Linked DNA regions of Zea mays: all the other regions are linked to region 3. The links are chromatin contacts, called in public Hi-C maps. All regions are on one chromosome and are shown on one strand. The core of a region is the stretch at or near the end of the contact, and the rest is flanking DNA. Distances in the headings are between cores, read along the strand shown. Region 1 holds the start of LOC100384601. Region 2 holds the start of LOC103647380 (Histone-lysine N-methyltransferase H3 lysine-9 specific SUVH5). Region 3 holds the start of LOC103647382. Region 4 holds the start of LOC542622 (voltage-dependent anion channel protein1a).

Region 1 (3,616 bases), core at 738-3,237, 280 kb after region 3:
TATTTATTTATCTCATATTCAGTAGACGGATGTTTGCATATACATAGTGTCTTGTTTTGCAGTTAAAAAGTAAAAAAGAATTAGATTATTCTACTTTAAGTGTCAGCTTAACTTTTGTGTGAGCTAATGTTTGCCTAGCAGCAGAGATACATGTTGCTTCGCATCATTGGTGGGCACTGCAAGCTAGCTACAATGACCAGTCGACGAAGGCCCTGGCCCGGGGACAAACTGGCGGTGGCGGGCAGACCAGACGGGAACAAGCCCGTGGATGGCAGCCAGCGGGCCCGTCGTCAGCTGCCGCGCACGCAGCCTTTTCTCCGCTCCTTTTCCTTTTCCCCCGGCGACCAATTATGGGCTGGGCGAGGAGCGACGCTGTTCCCCAGACCCGGAGGAGTCCCGGACACCACGCACGCACTCCCGGTCCCGGCCAGCCAGGTCGCACTCGCGCACAGCAACATACCAGACCAAACCAACGATAGCTTCCTCCGGACCGGCCCGTCCCGCCCGTCAGTCAGTCGCCGTCCCTTTTACGGGAACGTGCTCCGAAGCAGCAGCCGTCTCCTCCCCTCCTCTCCTCTCCTCTCCTGCTCTCGCTTCCCTCACCGATCTCTTCTACTACTCCCCTCCCCTTTTTATACCGCGTCGCCGGCCCGACGCAAAGCTTCTCCTCTTTCTGCGCCTGCCACTCGTCCCTCCTTGATCAGCGAGTCCCGGAGTGGAAGATCCGGCCTTTTTAGCTCCTTGTGGTGGTTGTTGGTTGTTTTTGGGGAGTTGCACCACCAGGAAGCGGGGCAGGAGAGGGAGTGGAGGGGAAGCCAAGGGTTGGTGGGTTCGCGCTTTGCGGTGGCGTCCCGATGGACTCCGGCAACAGCGGGAGCCTCCAGTCGTCCAGCGGCGGCGACGACGAGTTCGACTCGCGGGCCGGCGGCGGTGGAGGGGGCGTCGACTCCTCTCCGCTCTCCGCACTGCTCCGCCCGTCGCCGTCCCCCTCGGCCGCCGCGTTCTCGCTCCACGGCTCCTACTTCGGCCTCCAAGAGCTGACGTCCGCGCCGCCGCTGCCGCTGCCGCAGCAGCAGGCGGGTACCTGGTCATCTGGGTCGTTCGCCGGTACCTCGGGGCTATCCTCCTCCTCGTCCCCGCTCGTCGCGCAACCCGACTCGGGCTCGGGCGGGCGCCAGCAGGCTGGTGACGCGACCGTGGCGGCGGCGCCGGCGCCGGGGCAGGGCGCCGCGATGGGCGCGCTCGCGCAGCCACCGAGGGGGTCGCGGAAGCGGACGCGCGCATCGCGGCGGGCGCCCACGACGGTGCTCACTACCGACACCTCCAACTTCCGCGCCATGGTGCAGGAGTTCACGGGCATCCCGTCCCCGCCCTTCGGCGCGGGCGTCGGGGTCGGGGGCCCCGCCGCGTCGCTCCGCACCCGCTTCGACCACATCTTCTCCCCGCCTTCCTCCCTGCGCTCCGCCGCGGACGCCACGGCCTCGCTGCCGCCGTACCTCCTGCGCCCTTTCCCACACAAGCTCCCGACCGTGTCCTCCAGTTTCCCGCCCTTCACGACGGCGTCTTCGTCGTCGTCGTCGTCGTCCACGCTGTCCTCATCCAACCTAGGCGCCGCCAATGCCAGTGCCCCGACGGGCACGGCCGCCGCACCCTCCAACCCTGTCGCGCCCGACACCTTCCAGCAGCTGACGTCCTCGGCGCTTCTCCGGCTGCAGGACCCCAGCAGCAGCTACCTCTCCTTCCAGAACCTCCTGGACTCGCAGCCGTCAACGCAGTCCATTTTCGGCGCGGCGGACGGTGGATTCGGGCAGGCGGCGTCCAGACTGCACGATCCGGCGCCGTCGCCATCGGATTTTCACGGCGGACTCTTGGGCTCCGAGGGCCTGCACTTGCACCACCCAAGGAGCGACGTCCACGGGCACGGCGGCGACGAGCTGTCGGGCGTGGTCGCGGGCGGCAGCTGCAAGCTGAACTACTCCCACGCCGGCGCGGCCGCCACCTCGTCACCGGGCGCAGCCAGCGCCGACAAGCCACCCGACGGCGGTGCCGGCGCTCCCGGAAGGCCGGGACGGGGCGAGGGCCTGGATCCGTGGATTTGTACATCGGAGTAGGGGATGCATGCTTTGCTGAGGTACGGGGCCGCCTACGGAGACGAACCAAAGCCAAATCCGCCATGCATAACAAACAAAGGTCTGATTAGCCTTTTGGCCTTATACCTTTTATTACTTATTAATCACTTGTTTGCTGATGATGCAGTTATTGTAGCCCCCCTTTGTACATTAAAAACGTAGCTCATCATCGGCATGATCTCACTTTAGATTAGATTCTTGAGTTATAATCACACACGATTTAGACGTGCAAATGAAATAATGCATCATAGATACTGTCGTACACACACACACACATAGAGAGAGAGAGAGAGAGAGAGAGGCAATTTCAATGCCAAAGCAACTAGGTGTACAAGCTACTTGTTGTCCAGCCAGTGCTCTCCAGCGTCATGTGTTGTCGCCGGCACTGTGCACGAGTCGAAGCTGCAGTTGCTGTCGAGCTCGCCGCGCCGATTCCGTTTTATTTGGTGCGTAATCCCGGGGGCCCGGTCCCAAACATGAGTGCAAACAAGTAATCCCCACCGGCGGCGGGCCGGCAGCGATTGACGGCGAGATTTCCGGCGCCAAGTTTCCCTCCTGGCTGCGAATTTAGTAGCTCCACCGGTCCCAACCGTCGCTCACCAAACTGCCGATGCATACGTACTAGTTCTCGTCTGCGTGTACATGCAAACCGCACCTGCCGCTACTTGCACGCGAAGGCGCCGCGCGCTCCCAAAGGAGCCGACGGCGACTGCAAGGGCGGGGAGACGCTTGGCTACAAAAAAAGTCGGAAAGCGATAGATCGGCGGTGGCGGTCGCCTACCGGCTTCGGAATGGATGGTTCTTGGATGGAAGCGAAGTAGCTAACGCTAACCACCCCACCCCACTCTCGAGAGCGATCGGTTCGTTGAGAGATGGAGGGAGGAAGACGAAGATGGATATTGATTGGTGGGGGGCTGGGGGCCGGGGAGGGGATTAGGAGAGAAGGAAGGAGGGGATGGGGGTCTGGGGAGGAGACCAATGGGAGTGCGCGCGCGTGTGGCGTGTACCTCCCGCGGGCTGGCCGTGCTAGCCGCGGCATGCATTAATAAAAAAAACGATCGCAGCACGTGATGGGCCGTCACGGTCCTAATCAACCCGCGACCCTCAATCGCCACGGCTCACTGTCACTGATGAGTGTGTGTGTGTGTGAGGGAGGCGATATGCCGATGTGGATCTTTTTAAATCCGTGCCAGGTTTTTTTTTGGTAGCACGTGATGTGTTTTTCGGGGGCCATCAGCTAGGTTAGGCCGTAGGAGGAATGGAGGGAGGTGTGGGGTAACCAGTTGTTGCATGTGTCCCCGCCCTTCCCTGCACTCGATTGCACTCAGATGGACAGGTACTTTTTTTCTCTCTCTCTCTCGCGTTCATCAGACCCATGGGCGCTGTCAGCTCCGTTTGGATTCTACATTCAAGACGGGATCGCATTTGATCTCTGCACTTGATGGCTTGATTGCAATTCGTACAAGTCTTTATATCCTAAGCCACAT
Region 2 (3,498 bases), core at 372-2,871, 390 kb before region 3:
GTCCAATATAGTTCAATTCTTCCTCTCCACTACACCATTTTGTTGTGGCGTGTAGGGAGAGGAGAACTCATGCTTGATACCCTCCTCCTCAAGCAAGCCTTCAATTTGAGAGTTCTTGAACTCCGTCCCGTTGTCGCTTCTAATTTTCTTGATCCTTAAGCCGAACTCGTTTTGAGCCCGTCTCAAGAATCCCTTTAAGGTCTCTTGGGTGTGAGAATTTTCCTGCAAAAAGAACACCCAAGTGAAGCGAGAATAATCATCCACAATAACTAGACAGAACTTACTCCCGCCGATGCTTATGTAAGCTATCGGGCCGAATAGATCCATGTGTAGGAGCTCCAGTGGTCTGTCGGTCGTCATGATGTTCTTGTGTGGATGGTGAGCACCAACTTGCTTTCCTGCTTGGCATGCGCTACAAATCCTGTCTTTCTCAAAATGAACATTTGTTAATCCTAAAATGTGCTCTCCCTTTAGAAGCTTATGAAGATTCTTCATCCCAACATGTGCTAGTCGGCGGTGCCATAGCCAACCCATGTTAGTCTTAGCAATTAAGCAAGTGTCGAGTTCAGCTCTATCAAAATCTACCAAGTATAGCTGACCCTCCAACACTCCCTTAAATGTTATTGAATCATCACTTCTTCTAAAGACAGTGTCACCTACATTAGTAAATAGACAGTTGTATCCCATTTGACATAATTGCGAAACGGAAAGCAAATTGTAATCTAATGAATCTACAAGAAAAACATTGGAAATAGAATGGTCAGGTGATATAGCAATTTTACCCAATCCTTTGACCAAACCTTGATTTCCATCCCCGAATGTGATAGCTCGTTGGGGATCTTGGTTTTTCTCATAGTTACCGTGAGCCGAGCCACCTCCTCTTCGAATGACTTAACGCGCTCGAAATGACTTAATGTTTTCATGGCGCTTAATGACTTACTGTTGCCTGAACAATTGAATGATTTAATGTTGCGTACAATGGCTGAACTAAAAGCAAGGAATGTCTGAGAAAACATGAAAATGATTGAAAAAACAAAAAATATCTTAATGTTGCCTAGAATCTGGAATTGCTGAAAAAAATTAGAAATGCCTCAGAAAACACGAAGAATGTCTGAAAAACAAAAAATGACTTAATATTTTCTTGAAAAACAAGAATGACTTAATGTTTTACTGGACGAAGAGAGCCAAGCCGCGCGTGGCGTGAAAGGGAGCAGCGTAGGAAAAGGAGCCACGTGTGGCATAAAGAGAGCCGAGCCACACGGTCGGGTGGGTAGACGCGTGATGGTGGTCCAGGTGATGGAATGTTAGATCCATCACCCTATATATATAATTTAAAAAAAGAATAGGTCAACTTTGACATAATGAAAAGTAACGACACACACAAAATCAAATAGGTCTTCTCTATATGAAAAATAGCTCAAATAAGACTCAAACATACCAGAAACATTTATGGCTGGTTTGGTGGTAAGAGAGGGGGCGGAGACCGACCTATGGCCAGTGGACTAAATAGCCTCTAAAGATCCATATACCAGCCAGTATGGTTAGCTGTGACTGCTGTCAAAAGAGCTAGCTTTTAGTGTCTAAAAACCTATACATTATTTTTAATGTTATATTCGGTTTTATACTGATAGCCTGGTCCTGGCTTCGCCACTAGTAAGTGATCCATAGCCAGAAACCGGAGGACGCCCCCGAGCCCGGAAAACCGAACTGAAGCGTCCAGTCTCCAAGGGCGCGAAGCCGCGCGCGTGCCTGCCTGGCGCTGGCGGACACCCTCCCGTTCACCACTTCCCATTCCACTCCAACCTCCTCCTCGGGAGAGATCCGCTCCCTGCCTCCCCTGCGGCCTCCTCTTTCTCCGCGCAAACTCGCCGTGGCAGAGTAATCTCGCGCCGGCCCCTCGCTCATATCGGGGGGAAAGAAAGGTGAGCCCATCGCGCGCCCCTCCTCCTCCTCCTCCTTTGGTTGCGCTATCAGGTAAAGAGAAGAAAAATGTTTGCCTGATGCCGTGATGCGGACTCAGTGATGGGGGTGGGATGGGGGTTCTAGGGTTTGATTGCGGTTATTTACGGGTGCCCCATCGATTCGATTGAGATCCGTCCTCTAATTTCGATCTTGATTTTGCAGGTTCTTGGGATGCCCGGGGCCGGTGTGAAGCCGCCGGCGCCGCCAGTCGAGGCCGCGACGGGGCTACCGCCGCGCAGGTTGACACCTTCGAGAGTCTCCGCCAAGCGGTCCTGGCCGCCCGGGTGCGGTCGGTTCCCTGCGCCTCTGCCCGCGCCGGCCTCTCCGGCCGCGGCAGGTCCTGAGGTGAATGGCGTTGATGGCGCCTTCACCATCGTCGGCGGCAGGGCCGACGACGAGGCCGCCCCCGCTGTCATTTCGCCTTCGGCTCAGAACGGATGCCCGGATAAGGTGGAGGAGGCCGTCGCCGCCGCCACAGTTTCGCCTCTGCCCGAGAACGGCGCCCCGCCTCGGCCGCAGGGGTCGGATAAGGTGGAGGAGGCCGCCGCCACAGTTTCGCCTCTGCCTGAGAACGGCGCCCCGCCTCGGCAGCAGGGTTCGGATAAGGTGGAGGAGGCCGTCGCCGCCGCCACAGTTTCGCCTCTGCCTCAGAATGGCGCCCCGCCTCGGCAGCAGGGGTCGGATAAGGTGGAAGAGGTGGCTGATCCTGCCGCCGTTTCACCTGTGGCTCAGAGTTGCGGCCTGCCTCACCAAGAGGATGATAAGGTGGACGATCTCTCAGCTGTTTTGCCTGCAGCGCGCAGCAGCGCCCTCCCACATGCCCTGCCTCAGTCAGGGCCGGAGAGGGCTAGGCAGGATGGAGACGGTGGGGAGAACGGAGAGGTGCAATTGGTGGGCGGTGCAGTCAAGCTGTCATCGGATGGTCAGCAAGGGGACAGGGTGGTGCAGGTGGCAGGGCCAACGTTAGAAGTACTGGGGAGCTGTACCACTGTTGGTGCTAGTTCTATGCAGAACGGTGGCGAGGGGGATGGCTTGTTGGTGGCAGCAGAGAAGGGCTGTGGTGGCAGCAGCGATATGGGGCAGGAGGTTGCTGCTAATGATTTCACAGAGATTGAAAACAAAACAGGCACTGGTGAGTTACAGGGAAAGGAAAATGGAATTGCAGGAAGCAGAACAAAACGGTGGTCGTCGGAATCGTCTCTGAATCCGCTGCCTAAGAGGAGGGCAGTCTCAGCCGTACGCAAATTTCCACCTGGCTGTGGGAGGACTATTGTTACCACCGCAGACAGTGGTGTTTTGGAGGTCTCACCTATACGCTCATTTGCTCCTAGTTTTGGGATGTCTGCTGTTAATACCACAGGCAGTGGAGATAGGGAGTGGTTGCCTTCAGAAGCCACCCCTGTCAACAATGGTGATGCCTTGGTGGCAATTCCGGTTTTAGTTTTAGGAGAATCGGCTTTTCCAACTTCAGCAATAGAGGCATCCAATAAGAAAGTGGAAAGCAAGAAAATAGTGGATGAAGGACATAGCAAGGCT
Region 3 (3,959 bases), core at 1,274-3,773:
TTATTATCACTATTCAATGCATAGGTTTAATTTTGATGGGACCCAATAGGTCACCCTAGTCTGATTATCTTTTACCTTGTTTACCCCTGAATCACATGGGTAGTTTTTGCTATTGCTTTATATGGTTTTGGGATAATATTTCATTACATCCATGTTCCAATTATTTAGTTATGTTATTTATGTTCATGATAATGATCATTATGTTAATTGGAACATGGAGCGACCACTCGGGAAAACAGTGCTACCACAAGGGTTTAATGGGATGCCCTTGGCTGATTAACTAGGAAAGCTAGTGGAGGTCTTCCTTACCCGAAAGGGGCAAGGGTAGTAGGGGAGTGGTCAGTGTAGGGAGGTCATTGGGTTGATTTTGCTGCGATGGCGGTCAGGCGAGGGATTCCTGCACTGGAGCTTCCTATAAACTGTAGCGGGATTTCTGAAGCTAGTGGAACTTTGTAAAGGCCTCGTAGTGTTACCCTGCCTCGCTTCCTTGGTAGAGGTGTATGGGATTCATGACCCCTTGGCAGATGGGTAACACGGCTTGTGGGTAAAGATGTGCAACCTCTACAGAGTGTAAAACTAGTATACTAGCCGTGCTCACGGTCATGAGCGGCTCGGACCCTCACATGATTAATTTATGGAACCTAAATTCAATTTGTCATGTGCATTTGCATGGGATTATTTATTAATTTTGTTCTATTATTATTATGGTTGGTATTTACTTACATCTAGTAATTGCTAATAAAATTTTGACCAACTTTAAAAGCAATGCTCAGCTTTAACCATTCCCTTTGGTAAGCCTTACACTTCATGAACTCCCACCTTTGGTGAGTTCATACACATTATTCCCCACAACTTGTTGAGCGATGATCATGTGTGAGCTCACCCTTGTTGTCTCACACCCCCCACAGGAGAAGAACAGGTGGTTCAAGAGGAGCCGCATATCGAGGAGTTCGATTCGATCTAGGTGGAGTCTCACAGTTGACTTTCTGGCGCCAAGGATAGTTTTTAGATCCTGCTATATTTATATTTTATTTTGTAAGACTTCCGCTATGTAATAAGTACTCTGATTATTGTGACATTTATCTCTATACACTCTGTTATTATATATGTTGTCTTCTTTGGCGCATGTATGAGATGCACCCGGCTTTGTCCTTTAAAACCGGGTGTTACATCTTTGTTGTGATCTTTAGTTGATAAATGATGCATTGAACTATATGATAACTTTTGAATTGGTTGATTTTGAGCATTGAAGGAATTTAATTAAATATTGATTGTAGTTGTGAGTATGTGGATTATTTTGATGGGTGTTTAGTAATGGACCTAGAAATCTGTTTCCTAGATCCTTATACATGTACTCGATCTGTTTCAAATTATAAGATATTTTGATAAATTTTAGGTATTTTGTTTTACTATGTATCTATATATAATATATATCTAAGTGCTTAAAAAAGCTATGTATCTAAAAATATCAAAATGTCTTATAGTTTAGAACGTATAAAGTACTTATCCTCAACATTTACCTAACCACATGTTTTCCTACATAATCAACTAAGAACATGAACATCATTCTTAACCACATGTTTCCCTACATGATTAATTAAAATATTCATGTTTTCTATAGAAACACTAAATGAAATAGCTTCCTCTAGAGTACTAAATGTCATAGCCCACGATTTAAAATCTTGATCATCCCTCGTGTACTCTTATAGCTTACAAATTGCAAAGAAAATAATCACAGTACTTTTAGGCCTAGCATTGTGATTTTTTGACCAAAAACTATTGGTTGTGAAAAATGCTGACACTAATAATGCACACCGAACCATAAAAAGGGAGGAGAGAAAAAAATGTAAATTCGTATGCAACAAAAAAATTGAATATATGTGACTTTACCTCAAAAATAATGAGATATACTTCGAAGAATTTGTTGATTGAGCAATTTGCTTGGGAAAAATCTGTCATGCTATCAACTCCCTCTGTTTCAAATTTTAACATAATTTACTTTAATTTAAACTTCAACAAATTTGACCAAGTTTATTGTTTTAAAAAAAATAATATATATTAACTTTTACATGTTCAAAGAAAATATACTATCAAAACATATTCCAAGTAGAATTCAAAACAAGAGGATATCGTAGATATCGATGTACTTCATATAAAAGATACGGTTTTAAGAAATTTAGTCTAGAATAAAATTTAAAATAGACTATATAGTTTTGAATGGCTGGAGCAGATCAACGAGCGAAGCTGACAGCTGATGCTAGTAAAAACCTGTGAGATGGACAGGAAGTAAATTCAGCAGCGGCGACAGATCCCCGACCGAGCGCCACGAAGAGAACAAAACCGCAATGATCGTTGATCGAGCGAGCCCCCCGCTGAACAAAATGACAAAAGCGACCCCCAGGACCCAGGGACGTGGAGGAGGCCCAGCGCTGACGTGGATCTGACGGACCACCGGGACGCATCCGACGGCCGGGATCGTCCCGCCCCTTCTTTTATCCCCGGCCCGGCCCTCTCCATCCCGCACACGCACAGCACAGAGCTCACCCACCACTTCCCGTCTCCTCTCTCCTGTCCTGTCCTCCACACCACACGCGGGCACGAGAGAGACACAGGGAGAGAAGAGAGCTCGTGCTTGCATTTCCATTGCCGGCGCCTCTTCCTGTGATCGTCGCAGCATCACGACCGCACCGCACCCTTGCGTTAGCTCTGTCTTCTTGTCGTACGTACGTTTATTTCTTTGCTTGGAGCTAGCGGTAAAGGAGATATGGTGGGGAAGAGGGAGCGGGACTGCAAGAACCCGGTGCGCCGGACCACGAGCATGACGGAGTTCGCGCTCGCGGCGGTGATGGAGGAGGACGACGAGGAGGCCCAGCTGCCCGACAACGGCAGCAGCAGCAGCCGTGGCGGTGGGCAGCACCAGCAGGACTGGCTGTCCGCGCTCGGCGGCGGCGCCGCCGCAGCGCAGGAGGACTGGATCGCGGCGTACCGCGCCCGCGCGGCGCCGGCAAAAGCGGGGCTCCGCCGCAACTCGGCCGACTACTCGGCCGTCGAGACCGCCGCGTTCCTCCGCGCCTGCGGGCTCTGCCGGCGCCGTCTCGGCCCCGGCCGCGACACCTTCGTGTACAAGTACGTGTTCGCTCACCTGCGGGCTATTCTTGTCTTGAACCTGCGGCTGCGCGTCCTGAAACTCCTTTTTTTTTCTTCGATTCCCCCCGCTCACCTATATGGATGGCTAATTGGCTATACCTGTATGCAGGGGCGAGGCGGCGTTCTGCAGCCTGGAGTGCAGGGAGCGGCACATCACGCAGGAGGAGTGGAAGGACAAGTGCGCGGCGACGTCGATCAAGGACGCGGGTGCGGCGAAGGTCGTCAGCGGCCGCCGCCGCGCCGGCGAAGGCAAGGCCGGGGGCACGGTGGCCGCGGCATGACGAGGCGCACGCCCACGCAGAGGCTACACCTACTGCCAGTGCCAGCTTCTCCTCGACTAGGCAGCTGCAACTGCAAGCTCATCATCGATCGATCACTCGTCCACAACCACATCTATACCAGTCAGCATATTATTATTTATTTATATAAACCACCAGCTTAGCTCAATCGATTAGTTACCCGGATCGATCGCTGCATGCATGCAAGCCGTACAGACATCTACATGTACCATTAGAGCTAGCTCCAAGCAAAGAAATAATACCCTCCAATCCCGAGAGGAAATAAGTTCATTCCTACCTCAATCCTCTCCAATCTCGAAGGGGATTTGAGATTTCTAAAGTAGCTCTTAGCTTGATTTCATTGAGCAGCATGAGTATACTTGTGTAGGGGGGGGGGGGGGGGGGGGGAGTTAAAAGTGAAGGGAAGGAGAAGGGGCCAAAGTGGCTGCCGCACTAGCTTTGCAGATATGCGCCGCGCCACAGCAGAGTCGCTGTTGGGGTCGTCATCGGCTCATCGCCATAACCAAACATGTT
Region 4 (3,694 bases), core at 952-3,451, 470 kb before region 3:
AACTACAAGCCGGGTTAGCGTTAGAAATATAATCGAGTCCAAGAGAGAGGGTGCAAAATAAATCGCAAGCGAATAAATAGTGTGACACGTGGATTTGTTTTACTGAGGTTCGGTTCTTGCAAACCTACTCCCCGTTGAGGTGGTCACAAAGACCGGGTCTCTTTCAACCCTTTCCCTCTCTCAAACGGTCACTTAGACCGAGTGGGCTTCTTCTTCTCAAACAAATGGAACACGAAGTTCCCGCAAGGACCACCACACGATTGGTGTCTCTTGCCTCAATTACAAGTGAGTTTGATCTCAAGAAAGAATGAGAAAGAAAAGAAGCGATCCAAGCGCAAGAGCTCAAATGAACACAACAAATCACTCTCTCTAATCACTAAAGCTTTGTGTGGAGTTGGGAGAAGATTTGATCTCTTTGGTGTGCCTTGTATTGAATGCTAGCTCTTGTAATGTAGTTGGAAGGTGGGAAACTTGGATGACTTGAATGTGGGGGTGGTTGGGGTATTTATAGCCCCAACCACCAAACTAGCCGTTTGGTGGAGGCTGCTGTCGCATGACGCACCGGACAGTCCGGTGCGCCACCGGATAGTGTCCGGTGCGCCAGCCACGTCACCAGGCCGTTGGGTTCCGACCGTTGGAGCTCTGACTTGTGGGCCCGCCTGACATGTCCGGTGAATTATAGCGGAGCGGATTCCCGAAGCTAGCGGGTTCAGAGTCGCTCTCCTCTGGAGCACCGGACAGTCCGTTGAATTATAGCGAAGCGTCTCTGAGAATCCCGAAGGTGATGAGTTCAGCTTGGAGTTCCCTGGTGCACCGGACAGTCCGGTGCGCCAGACCAGGGCACACTTCGGTTATCCCTTGCTCTCTTTGTTGAACCCTTTTCTTGGTCTTTTTATTGGCTTATGTGAACCTTTGGCACCTGTAGAACTTATAGACTAGAGCAAACTAGTTAGTCCAATTATTTGTGTTGGGCAATTCAACCACCAAAACCAATTAGGAAATAGGTGTAAGCCTAATTCCCTTTCAAATAGGGACTCCAATACTCGCTAACCGATGCTAAATCCCTTATTAGGGTTAGGATATCAGACAAAAAGTCTCCCCATTGGTATAAATATGAGACAAAATATTCACCCATTAGGTAAGCAGAAATGGGTTTGGAAAGAAATCATCCAAAACCAATTAACCATGAGTAATATTCACCTAGTGAAATTAAATGTGTGTCCTAATAGATAATAAGCACAACAACTAACTCAATCTCTTTCAACTAACTTAATCTCTTTCAACCCTTTTAAGCACCCATCCACCTAGCCTAGGTGGTCAGCCACTAGCCGTCCCATCCACTAGTCCATATGTTTTTTTTTTGTGTTTTGCTGTTTTGTATGGTTAAACATATTTTTTTATTAAATGTCAGATTTATTGGTAGTGTATTATTGTTAGGTGCCGTGTGACTGTTAATGTCATATGAAATATAATTTAATAGTGTTTTCCTTGTCATGGATGAGGACCCATTGAGACCCTATATCAGAATAAGGATGTGTATGAGATGAATCTTATATCATAATAGATATAAGTATGAAAATAGGGATGTGTATAACTTCATGAGACCGTGTCCAACAAGGACCTGTATGTGGTTCTGTACGCCAAATTTACAGGACGCCGAGCTCCTTTGTTGGTCCAGCAACGGACGGTAAAGCCTCCGGTAAAATACCGGACGCTGCCTGCGCATGCTACATTTAGCGTTTCACTGTGCGTCCGCTACGCAGCCGGCCAGCAGGGGCATAGTGCTGATACGACAAGGATGGCCCACATGCAGCTCGTGGGACCAGGAGCTCACAGGAGGAGGCAACGACATTGGAACATGGGTCGGGCCCACAGTTGTCAAAAAATATAGAATATAGGATATAGAGGAGGAAATTTAGAGAACGCTGCTGGAGATGGTAGAGATATAGAGGATGTAATATTTTAGAGTGTACTGTAAAGGACGAAAAATATTTTTTTAGAGGATGAAATTTAAAGGACGTTGCTGAAGATAGCCTGAGGATGAGTACTAGATGTCTGGAGTCTGAACCTGGTGGAGAATTCCCCACAGAAGGAGAAGGAAAATAAACTAGGGTTTAGCCGGGGCCACACGGCAGGCTCCACGGCGTGGTTATGTCCGCCTTTATTCTCCCCCCACTCGTCTGCTTCGCCTCCACCTATCCGCCGCCTCCCAATCATCCTGCCCCCAAACTCCCACCCCGCAGCATCCCCACGCCACCACACCTCGTCGCGTCGCGTCGTCACCGGCGTGAAGATGGTCGGGCCAGGCCTCTACACCGAGATCGGCAAGAAGACCAGGGGTGGGTATCCGTCCTAAGGATTCCTTTCAAGCTCTGGGGATCATGGGTGCAGTTCGCTGGTTTATTCTCTTCTGTTGGTTTGCTTATTGTTGTTGGTTCGCTTTTTCCGCAGATCTGCTGTACAAGGACTACCAGACTGACCACAAGTTCACCCTCACTACCTACACCTCCAATGGCGTCGTAAGTGCTTCGCTCCGTTTCGGAACACCCCGTTTCCTCTTGTTCAGCTTCGGTCCTTTTACTAGGGCGTTGCTTTGTGCTTTCTCCGGACTGGAATGAATCTGGTTGACGTAGCTGTGGGATGGGTTCATGATCTTCTATTGGATTCGTCTGCCGGCTTCGGATTCTCTTGCTCGATCTTAGCGAGTGACTGTTCCAGCACAAGAGATTATTTATTGATTAGATTGGGGTTCCTGCAGAGCCCTGCTTATTAGTTGTGCTCTGTGTCTATCTGCTGGTTGGTTTTTTGATGTAGAGTACAGGATTCGGCAATGTGTGATTTACATGTGATGCTCTTTCACTAGTTTTAAATAAGTGGGTTGCTAGAGAAACCCTCTTGAGTCATGACCAGTGGAGGAAAGGGTTCGAATAAAAAGGGACAGTGGAACCCCTCGCGGTTGTGTTTCTAATAAAAACTGGAGGTGATGTGAAATAGCAGCAAGCTCGAGTTACATAACTGGTGTCGGGCTCAATTTTCAAGGGATGCTACACATGTTTGCACTATGTGGATACTGGGAGGACAGTGTGGGTAGTCAGTTATTGAGTAGAATAATTAAGGAGCTGAGCGATGTCAACGCGTGCCGTTGGATTTCCTTCCACGGTTGCTATGTGAGTAAATTGCTGGTTTTGATGAGTTTTAGATTTGTAGGAAAAATGTATCTGTACTGAACTAAAACAATGAGAATAATAAAACTATAACCGAAGTATCAAACACCTGGAAAAAAGATTGTGTTGAACCCCAATTATGCTGTTACCTTAATTATGTTTCTCAACTCATATTGACTTTTGCAACTTGCATTTCCGTTGATGTATTGGAATCTGGAATTATGTATGCTCATTGCTCTTGTCTTAATGGTAACACTTGCATGATTTAACAATTAATCCTTTGGTGTGCGTGTATATGTTTGATTGTTCTACATGCTTCTAAAAATTGTTACTATGTTAGAGTCATTTGCATTCATGGCTAGCATATTCTTATGATTTTAATATCCTCTCTTACTTTTTCATGCAGGCTGTAACTGCTTCTAGCACAAAGAAAGCTGACCTGATCCTTGGCGAGATCCAATCACAGATAAAGAACAAGAACATGACCATAGATGTGAAAGCAAACTCGGAGTCAAATGTAAATCTCTCTC

The links. Hi-C and Micro-C count contacts between places; a contact is called where the count stands out from the background.
Region 1: a contact with region 3 is called in a Hi-C map of bundle sheath, with 1.9 times the contacts expected there. The contact joins the promoter of LOC100384601 here to the promoter of LOC103647382 in region 3. A contact is called at or near these places in 2 of 25 Hi-C or Micro-C datasets (bundle sheath and leaf mesophyll).
Region 2: a Hi-C map of endosperm shows a contact between it and region 3, with 2.7 times the contacts expected there. The contact joins the promoter of LOC103647380 here to the promoter of LOC103647382 in region 3. A contact is called at or near these places in 2 of 25 Hi-C or Micro-C datasets (ear and endosperm).
Region 4: a contact with region 3 is called in a Hi-C map of leaf, with 6 times the contacts expected there. The contact joins the promoter of LOC542622 here to the promoter of LOC103647382 in region 3. A contact is called at or near these places in 2 of 25 Hi-C or Micro-C datasets (ear and leaf).

Annotation. Positions count from the first base shown.
Region 1 is chr2:182,263,008-182,266,623 of Zm-B73-REFERENCE-NAM-5.0, forward strand. LOC100384601 reads right to left here and starts at 1,988. Exons shown (of 1, transcript NM_001398818.1): 1 at 534-1,988. The coding sequence starts at 1,284. The coding sequence ends at 616.
Region 2 is chr2:181,588,526-181,592,023 of Zm-B73-REFERENCE-NAM-5.0, forward strand. LOC103647380 (Histone-lysine N-methyltransferase H3 lysine-9 specific SUVH5) reads left to right here and starts at 1,622. Exons shown (of 3, transcript XM_008671923.2): 1 at 1,622-1,922; 2 at 2,125-3,498. The coding sequence starts at 2,134.
Region 3 is chr2:181,978,685-181,982,643 of Zm-B73-REFERENCE-NAM-5.0, forward strand. LOC103647382 reads left to right here and starts at 2,524. Exons shown (of 2, transcript XM_008671926.3): 1 at 2,524-3,126; 2 at 3,257-3,959. The coding sequence starts at 2,765. The coding sequence ends at 3,428.
Region 4 is chr2:181,508,830-181,512,523 of Zm-B73-REFERENCE-NAM-5.0, forward strand. LOC542622 (voltage-dependent anion channel protein1a) reads left to right here and starts at 2,202. Exons shown (of 6, transcript NM_001112149.1): 1 at 2,202-2,339; 2 at 2,452-2,519; 3 at 3,571-3,681. The coding sequence starts at 2,294.